Regions from separate parts of the Mus musculus genome. Here regions 2 and 3 are each linked to region 1. The links are chromatin contacts, called in public HiChIP or PLAC-seq maps. All regions are on one chromosome and are shown on one strand. Each heading gives the region's core, a stretch centred on a gene start, on an enhancer-like site or on the middle of the called end of the contact. The rest is flanking DNA. Distances are from core to core; before and after follow the strand shown.

Region 1 (2,755 bases), core at 168-2,667:
GCATTTCAGTTTTCACAAAATTGAAGGCATAAAGTGTAAATACAAAAATCAGAGCGAGCAGTCATCAGTCATCGGAGAACTTCAAGCTCTTCGTTAAAACACACGCACGAAACCGGAGAGTTCTTATTTTTCACCCTCAACATGAACTGTGAAGGAATTAAACGTTATCGGCTACGAAACACTACCTGACTGCACACGGGGCAAATAAATGCCAAGTGCTTACATTAACTCTTCAAGTCAGCACCCAACTATAGTGGGCCGCTAAGTTTGAAGGAAAATCGCAGAGCTTGATAAACTAGCTGCACGTGACAAGGTCTAACTTGTAAGTCTCCTTTGATGTTAATGATTGCTTGGCAGGAAAGGGCAGAAAGCTGACTTTCCAAGCAGGATGTTGCTATAAACAATCTCGACGTCCAGGCCAGGCGTTAAATGGGCCGACAATTTAATGCGTCGGGGCAAGGGCTTTGCCTCGGCTTCTCTGACACACACTATTTTTAACAGGAGCCCATACCCGCCGCCAGCGAAGGGCGCAACCCAGGTCTAGCCTCGCCCGCGGAAGCCGCGGGCCTCCGGGCGGTCGGTATCAGTTGGACCGCAGCAGGAAATCCTGTCTTCCTTTGCGGATGGCAGTGGAGCCTGAGAAAAAAAAGCGAGCGAGCTTCCACGCCTCCGCGGCTAGGGGCGGCCGGGAGAAGCCGCCCACACCGGCGACTCGACTCGACGCCGGCCGCCATCTCCGCCCCGCGGCCTTCGAGCGTGGGGGACTCCCTCACGACCGCGTCCCCGCCTCCCGGCAAGGCGCCCCGCGCTGGACCGGGCGAGGTCGGCGTCGCAAGCTGCACTCACCCACTCGAGGATCTTGATGAAGCCGAGCGGCTCCTTGAGCGGGTTGAGGTTGATCTGGAAGGCGGACATCCTCTGAGGGAAAGGAGGGAAGAGAGTCAGGACGCGGGGCGGAGGAGGGGAGCGGCGAGACCGGAGCGACTCCGCGGCGAGAGCGGGAGGCGGAGCCGGCGGGGCTGGGGGCGGGGCCGGAGGGGTGGGGACGAAGGGGCATCGGGGCGGGACGGCCTGGCCTTTAAGGCGGGGCCGGGCGGCCGTTGAGTCCGCGCCCAGGAGACAGAGAGGGCGAGCCGAGACCAGGCCGAGGAGGGACTGGGAAGGGCTGGCTCCTCCCCCGGCCGCACCTGACTCAGCCGGCTGAACCGCTGACGAACCATGTTGGCTTTGGAAGCCATGCGTGTGCCGCGCCCCCTTCCCCAAAGCCTAGCTCTGTCTCTAACGCGCACGCGCGCTCCCTAGGCCCCAGACTCTTTTCCGGCCTTTGCGAGCGCGCGACGGGGGTGGGTGGGGTCGGGGGACAGCTGCGCCTGCGCAGCACGGCCCTCCACCTCGGTGGCGTTCTGGTTGCTATGCCCTTTTGTGGCTGTGACTGCCCGCCCTCACAACGGCCCGTTTTCTTCCCAGTGCTCTGAACTTTTGGGCAAATGTGTCAAGTGTGTACACAGACAAAGCCTCACTTCAAAGCTCGTGTTCAGGGCCCTTAAAGTCATAGTTATTGCAAAACTGCGGCCGTCTGGCGAACCTGCCTTATGTAAGGGTGCTTGAACGTATGATTCACCAAACATTTCCGCAGACATCGCAAAGTTGTTGGAGCCAGAGTAGGAGAAAGACCACCCATTTGAGATCATGGCTTGACAGGTCTCACAGGACAACTCATCTCTCCACCTCTATCCCCGTTTGGCGAGGCCTGTATTTCGTGCCGTTTTTTTTTGGGGGGGGGCGGGGGAGTGGGGGGGGGTCAAGTTAACTCATCTTTCATGATTTGTCTTAGGGAACACTCCCTCCTGCCACCAGAATGGGACCAATCTAGACATCTCTTCTCTGGCTTCCTTGTGCCTGGCCTTTTTTGGAGGGTTGGGATAGTGGCCTGTCTTCATGCATGGTGAGATAACACCAACATCGAAGGAAGATCTTTGCCACAGAGGATCCTAGTTCCAGCTCCCAGGTACTTATTTATATTTCCTAAATGTCAGTGGAGTATTCCATTAGAACTGACCACTACCCATGAACAGTTACTACCAAGCTAACACTTCCTCCTTCCTTCACTCTTATTTCCGTGTATTCCACTCAGCATTTCTCTTTAAGTCTTAAAAAAAAAAAGTTATTTTCTGCTGAGACCTGTTGGATAGGAACCCACAAGTAAATCACTTAGCTGTGCTTCAAAGGAAAAAGTATTCAAAGTAGAATTATACAAAATAGCCAAAAATATATTCAATGTAATTTCAAAATGAAATAGATGCTAACAGGATGGGATAATGCTCATCTTGCAACTTTATAGAGCTGAGAGGTCTGAAACAATTTGTACTCCCATGGTTTGTTCCTGTAGTCCTGTCACCAGGCAGCTGGCTGAGGTTTGCTTGACTGCACAGTTGGATAGGAATTGTGGGAAGGATAGGCAGGGGAAGCAAGTGAGGAGCTGGTCTCTTGTAGCCTTCATTTCTGTCAGGCAGCAGTGAGTGGTGGCTGAATCCCGACAGAAGCAGCAGCAAGTGGCACCCTCTAGTGTTGCAGCCCTCATAACTCAACCTTACAAATGTTCCGGTTTGTAAGTCTAGAACACTGGGGTTCCTCAACCCTTGGCAGCTCTTGGCCCAGGATGAGACCTTTGGCCCTGAAGGCTTAACAGCTATCTGGAGCTCTTGTGGTGCCAGGGCCTGCCCTTGCTCTTCTCTGGCTGATTATAAGGTTTTAT
Region 2 (2,993 bases), core at 76-2,575, 650 kb after region 1:
ATGAGATGTCTCAGTGTTGAAAGTGTTTGCTACATTAAAGCATGAAGAAGCCAGTTCTGATCCTCAGAACCCATGTAAAAGTTAGGTGTGGCAGTGTGTATCTGTAACCCCAGAGCCTGGTGGAATCGAGAGATAAGCTCACTTGCCAGCCAATCTAGCCGACAGTGAGCCCCAGCCCAGCAAGAGACCCTGTCTCAAAATAAAACAATAAGAATGTGAGACAAGACGGAGCACACCCTATGTCAACCTTTGACCTCCACACATCCAGTGAGCAAGCACACCAGCACCGGGGTCATTGTAATTTCCTTCAGATTGAAATGTTTCCTCCTCCAGCCTCATGCGGTAAACCAAAGGTCGGGTGATACAGAAGCTTAGAAGGTTCCTGAAGGTTGCTAGCCCACAGTGTAAAAGGGAGGAAGCAGTTGCTGGGAGTGGAGACCGAGCCTCAAAACAGTGGGAAGAAAGTCACCTGTTCAGATTGCGAAATGACCTGCAAGCTGCTTAAAGAGCCCCAGGGTTGTAGTTTAGGGGCATCTTATCTCTCTCAAGGCAGGCTTTCCCATGATGCAGCTCTTTTTGTACAAGCCCTGCTCCAGGTCAGTAACCTCTCACCCACACTCCTGTTACTGACCATGGCCTTACTGCAACTCGTTTCCCACCAACTAGGACAGAGCTGGAGTCGTTAGTTTGATCTGTTATGGCCCCTCTTTCTGGAATAAGTAGAAATGTTTATGGCATATAAGCCAGGAAAATTCTGTCACACAAAGCACACACACACACACACACACACACACACACACACACACGCACACACACACATACACACAAATAAAAATTTAAAGAAGTCAATGAGAAGGATAGTTTGGCTTCCTCTTAGGAATGAAGGACCTGAGTGTTCTCATATGGCAGGAAGGACTCACACATAGGTAGCAGGCTTCTTGTAGGAGTAACTTACCTTTCACCTCTATAGCCGAAATCAAAAGTGTTGACCTCGCTTTGCACTTGGGTCCCTCCACTTACAGGCGTTGGAGTGTGGGCAAGCTCAGTTATTCACCTCCCTCATCACTTCCACTGTATTCTTCCAAACTGGAAACATACTCATGAGCTGATAGCTTTCAAATATGAACTTTATTAATGATGAAACAGGAATGAAGAACTCAGTATGAGCTTTGTAGTGGCTAGTTCTTTGTTTGACCCAAGCTAGTGTTAACTGGGAAGAGAGAACCCCAGTTGAGAAAATGCTTTCCTCAGAGTGGAAGTCTTTGGTCATTTTCTGGATTAATGATTGATATGGGAAGGCCAAGCACACTGGAGGTGGTGCCAGCCCTGGGCAGATGGTCTTGGGTTGTGTAAGCAGGTTGAGCAAACCATGAATCACCCTCCATCCTCTGCTCCACTGCTGCCTTTAGGTTCCTGTCTTAACTTCCTTTCATGGTAGACTGTAAGCTGTAAGACAAAACAGACCCTTTCCTTTGCAAGTTGCTTTTGGTCGTGGTGTTTATCACGGAAATAGAAATGAAACTGGGACAGGCTTCAACCCAAAATATCCTTCCCTGAAACTGAACTCGCAAATCCAGCGCTATGCTTACTATATGAGTATCTCGGCTTGCTTTCTGTTGCTGTGATAAAACACTGTGACCAAAAGCAAAAAGAAATGTGTCCTTTCCTGTCGTCCAACCAGTAAGCAGATTTCCCCCTGCTCTCTCTCTATAATGTCCTCTGCCAACTGATCAAGGAGGATGTTTTGAGCTTTTGTCTGCTGATCACTTGACCAGATGACAAGAAAGCTTTTTATTTTGCAAAAATCCAACACCATTGTATTAGCTCTCATATGTGTGCCTGGCCTGCCCATGCTCATGGAGCAGAAGACTTTACAGAATTTCCGAGGCACCACTGTGCAAATTTATCTGTAGATTCTACACCACGTCTTTAAAAAGAAATAGAAATCTAACCCTAAACTTCATATGCAAATACAAGAGCCCCAGGGACCTACATGAGTTTGCAAAGGAGGAACATGATCAGAAGACTTGCATTTCCCAATTTCAGAACTTACTGAGAAAGTCCAGTGATCTATACAGTGTGGGTTGGTCAAGGTCAGGCTCAGAGATCAATGGGGTAGAATCGAGAGCCGAAGAATAGACTCTTACCTTTATTGTCAGTTGATTCTCAACACAGCCGAGAAACTTTATTAGAAAAGAAAAGTCTGTTGAATAAGTAGCTTTGGCAATTTGCATTTTTTAAAACATGAAGTCATATCCTAGCTCACGCTACATACAAAAGTTAACTCAAACAAAATCAAAGACCCCATTCTAAAAGCATAGACTTCTTAGAAGAAAAGTATAACCATAGACCTTGGTTGAAGCAATGGATTCTTAGCTATACTATCAAAAGTACAGTTAATAGAAGAAAACTATCTAAATGGATACTACAGAATTTAAAGGGGAAATGGGCCTGTCAATGTACGCAATAAAGAAAGTAAAAGACAATTCATAGAATGGGAGGAAAAGTCTGCAAATCATTTATCTAGCAAAAAGAACTCATATCTATAATATATAAAAAGTTCTTACAACTCAACAGTAAAAAAAACTGATACAGGCATGAGAACACAATCAAGACTATTCACCATCAGAGTGAAAGGCAAACCACTGCTGGTTTCTTGTACATTATGATGCTATAACAAAAAAATAAAAAATAAAAAAGTCCCGTATGTTTTCCTGTTCCCAATGGGAGCAACTTTTCCCTTTCTCTCTACAGTATTTGACAAAGCATCATATAATCTGCACTTTCTGCTTTTTCATAAGTGTCCCAGTAAGTCTGCGGTTCTGGTGGAGACACTGAGAAGCATGAGGGTTTTTGAATGCCTGTTTAACTGAAAACATTAATTTATCCAAAATGGCAGCAGGTCACGCATCTTTAGCAAATGATCATGGCCTCAGCTTATCCATCCTTTCCCCACTGTTTTTGTTTTTGTTTTTGTTTTTTAAGACATAGTC
Region 3 (2,805 bases), core at 260-2,759, 750 kb after region 1:
GACTTGTAAAGATACCAACCTCTCAAGGAAGTATGCTTACATAGAAATATGCTTTGGAAAGCTGAAATACCCCCTTTACATATCTGAAATTCAGCAGCCTTTGAATCAAGACTTGACCACTGCTATTGACTCTTAAACCACTATTTTAAAGCTAAGACCCAAAGGACTTTATCTTTTATGTACTGTTTTCCTTGTTGCTGTGACAAAGCATCCAACAGAAGCAATTTAAGGCAGAACGGGAGTTATTTTGGTTCCCAATTTGAGGGTACAGTGCATCGTGGCAGGAAAGTCATGCCGGCAGGATCATAGAGCAGCTGCTAACATTGCATCTGCCATCAGGAAGCAGATGAACAGGGCCTGCCGTTCTCTGGCTTTCTCCCATCCAGAACTGCAGCTCCCATGTTTAGAGTGGACCTTTATATACTTCACCTAAGCCAGTCTAGAGACAGGCTTATAGGGATGCACAGAGATTTGTCTCTTAGATTCCAGATCCTGTCACGTTTACAATCTGTACGAACCATCACAAGGACTGTGTGAGAGGAAATAGAACAGGTCAGAGACTCTATCTCAATATCCACGAAGCTCAAAGAAACTCATGAGGCTGTGCTTCGGAGGGCTGTGTGAGGCTCCTCTATCCTTCTTGCTGTTCCAGCTGGAATCCTTGACAGCCTAGTGGGGGAGAATAAGCCCTGGTATAGAGACCCCTGGAACAGGGGACGACTGGCTATGCTTAGGGTTGTAGAAGGAATTGAGGTTACTTGGAAAATATAGGACTGCTTTAAGAAGAATTCAGAGCCTGCCTCCTCCCTGTTCTCCAAGCCTGTGGAAACTGGAAGCCATCTCTCAGTGATTACCTGCCTGGAGCAGGCAGTTTCTAGCTCCCTAATGTCGCCAGGAGAGCAATGTCCTCCTGTTTTGTCTGACTAATTCATTTTCACACACACACACACACACACACACACACACACTCAGCATATCAGCAACAGGCACACACATTGCATGCTGCAGGACTTTCAGTTTGTGATATTTTGAGACTTGAATGGTCTAGAAGGGAGGCAGGGGGAGGTCTCACCAATGTAAGGAAGTGAGTTCCCAGGCTTTGCTCTTGCAAGCATCCAGACTGAGCCCAACAGTCCACAGTTACAACACACACACACACACACACACACACACACACACACTAGGGCTTATTCGAATTCTCAAAGGGAAATAGATTTCACTACAAGCAATCCAATACTGTGGCTACGCAGCCCTTTCTTCTACTTATTGCTAGCTACACACACGCTTCATTTGTTTATGCCTTGGGTATATTTTTGGTTTGTCTGAGTCTCTCACAATCTTTGAAGAGTTAATTCAAAGAGTGAGAGAAATAGTAAGGCAAACACCGTTCTCTGTTCCGCTCTGCTCTGTGTGTGCTTCAGCAGGAAATGCATTTCTGACACTTTTAAAATGAGCAATCACATGTATAATCAACTTGGTTAAAACTTCCTTCCTGGTAACTGCAACACTTCCTCTGCATCTGGATATGAAGGGAGCCCCAGAAAAGAGGAAGAGACGAGGTGCCCCGGGTAGGTCTAGATTCGTTTTTTTTTTTTTTTTCCTAAAGTAAACAAATGATCCTCCTCCGCATCACCTCCAGGGCTGCCTCAGGTACGACTGCTTTCTGTTGTTTGCTCTTTGCTTGGTATGACTTGGAACAGTAACACCTTCCTTCTCAGCTAGAATCTTTTTGTCTGGATCCATTGCCGGTTCAAGCTGAGCCAACCCCCGAGCGTCTGAGTTTCCTTGTCTCGGCGCGCTTAGACTGTGTACATCCACAAAGTTCCGTCCAGCAAGGGCTTGCAGGTGCACTAGTTCTTTCTGTTTTTGTTTGTGCGGAAAGGGGCGGCCACAGAGCCCGTGACGGACAGGCTCCAGAGTCGACCAAGTGCTTGCTTGGGAATTCTGTCCAGACAGTGTTTTTGTAAGAGGACAAAGCTACTTAGTCCCAGCCATGAGGAAACCCAGTGAGTATTTGGTCAGCCTTTTCTCTTCTGTACCTTGTATCGTGCTATATAGCGTGAGTTCCTGCTGTCACTGAGGCAGATAACTGAGTTATATTTGTATGCTTAAATTTGGACATGTTTTATTTTAAGTTCATGTCAGTATCAAAATAGTTTATGGTTCTTTTCTTTGTTGGTTATTCTATACTATACCAAAAGACCAAAGTGAATGCTTTAAGCTACCAAGCAACAGTTGTTTGGGACAGTTGGTTTCATTTATTTACTAAGTATAGCTTCATTATATTTTAAAAGGAGGGAGAATTGACTTTTAAAATAGTTTAACCCAAGAATTGTACATAAGTTGAGATCCAATGTAACTTGTCTTTTATAGCTTTTAATCAAGATCTCCTTTGGGGTATATAATTAACACTCCACTGTTCTTCAGGAAAAACTAATTATGGATCTCATTAACATCAATTAGAGAGTAAATGATATTTTCTGAAATATTTTGTTTCAATATTTGAATGTGGTTTAGAATATAATGTAGTACCAATGTAGCAATGTTAAATATTAAAATCAAAATTTTTATGAATCATTTTTATGGATTATTTTTTAGTTTTGGAACTCTGAGCATTTCAGTCATTAGTTGATGGGTTCATAGTTATGCTTAAATACCTTGTAGAGGGCAAATACCTAAATATAGGTAATATGATGGGAACAAATTTGTAAATTCCTGCTATGGAGATGAAAATATTAGGACATAAGGAAACTGAATTATTGTTTCGGGTCATGGGAGGGCAGGAATCACGTCTTCTACTGTGTC

Evidence for each region. HiChIP or PLAC-seq counts read pairs in DNA pulled down with a chosen protein or histone mark.
Region 2: a contact with region 1 is called in an H3K4me3 HiChIP or PLAC-seq map of the 230-238 cell line, with 9 read pairs. The contact joins the enhancer-like site here to the promoter of 4933406C10Rik in region 1. A contact is called at or near these places in 3 of 39 promoter capture datasets (hippocampal neurons, liver and pre-B cells), 2 of 115 datasets of contacts at active chromatin or transcription factors (the 230-238 cell line and bone marrow-derived macrophages) and 1 of 9 other capture datasets (adipose tissue).
Region 3: a contact with region 1 is called in an H3K4me3 HiChIP or PLAC-seq map of bone marrow-derived macrophages, with 6 times the contacts expected there. The contact joins the promoter of Pik3cg here to the promoter of 4933406C10Rik in region 1. A contact is called at or near these places in 1 of 39 promoter capture datasets (pre-B cells), 1 of 115 datasets of contacts at active chromatin or transcription factors (bone marrow-derived macrophages) and 1 of 9 other capture datasets (adipose tissue).

What each region holds. Positions count from the first base shown.
Region 1 is chr12:32,952,451-32,955,205 of GRCm38.p6, reverse strand. It overlaps 4933406C10Rik (RIKEN cDNA 4933406C10 gene), which reads left to right and starts at 1,417. Exons shown (of 6, transcript NR_044986.1): 1 at 1,417-1,701; 2 at 1,835-2,008. Sypl (synaptophysin-like protein) reads right to left here and starts at 1,020. Exons shown (of 5, transcript NM_198710.3): 1 at 847-1,020. The coding sequence starts at 915.
Region 2 is chr12:32,304,928-32,307,920 of GRCm38.p6, reverse strand. No RefSeq gene overlaps it. Among named protein-coding and RNA genes, the nearest start is that of Gm33308, 60 kb to the right of the region's middle. Within about 2 kb of position 1,325, at least 81 of the 459 cell types and tissues checked have an H3K27ac peak or open chromatin away from gene starts, as enhancers often do. A contact at or near this core is called in the 230-238 cell line, adipose tissue, bone marrow-derived macrophages and 1 more, where this site is marked.
Region 3 is chr12:32,207,363-32,210,167 of GRCm38.p6, reverse strand. Pik3cg (phosphatidylinositol-4,5-bisphosphate 3-kinase catalytic subunit gamma) reads left to right here and starts at 1,509. Exons shown (of 11, transcript NM_001146200.2): 1 at 1,509-1,650.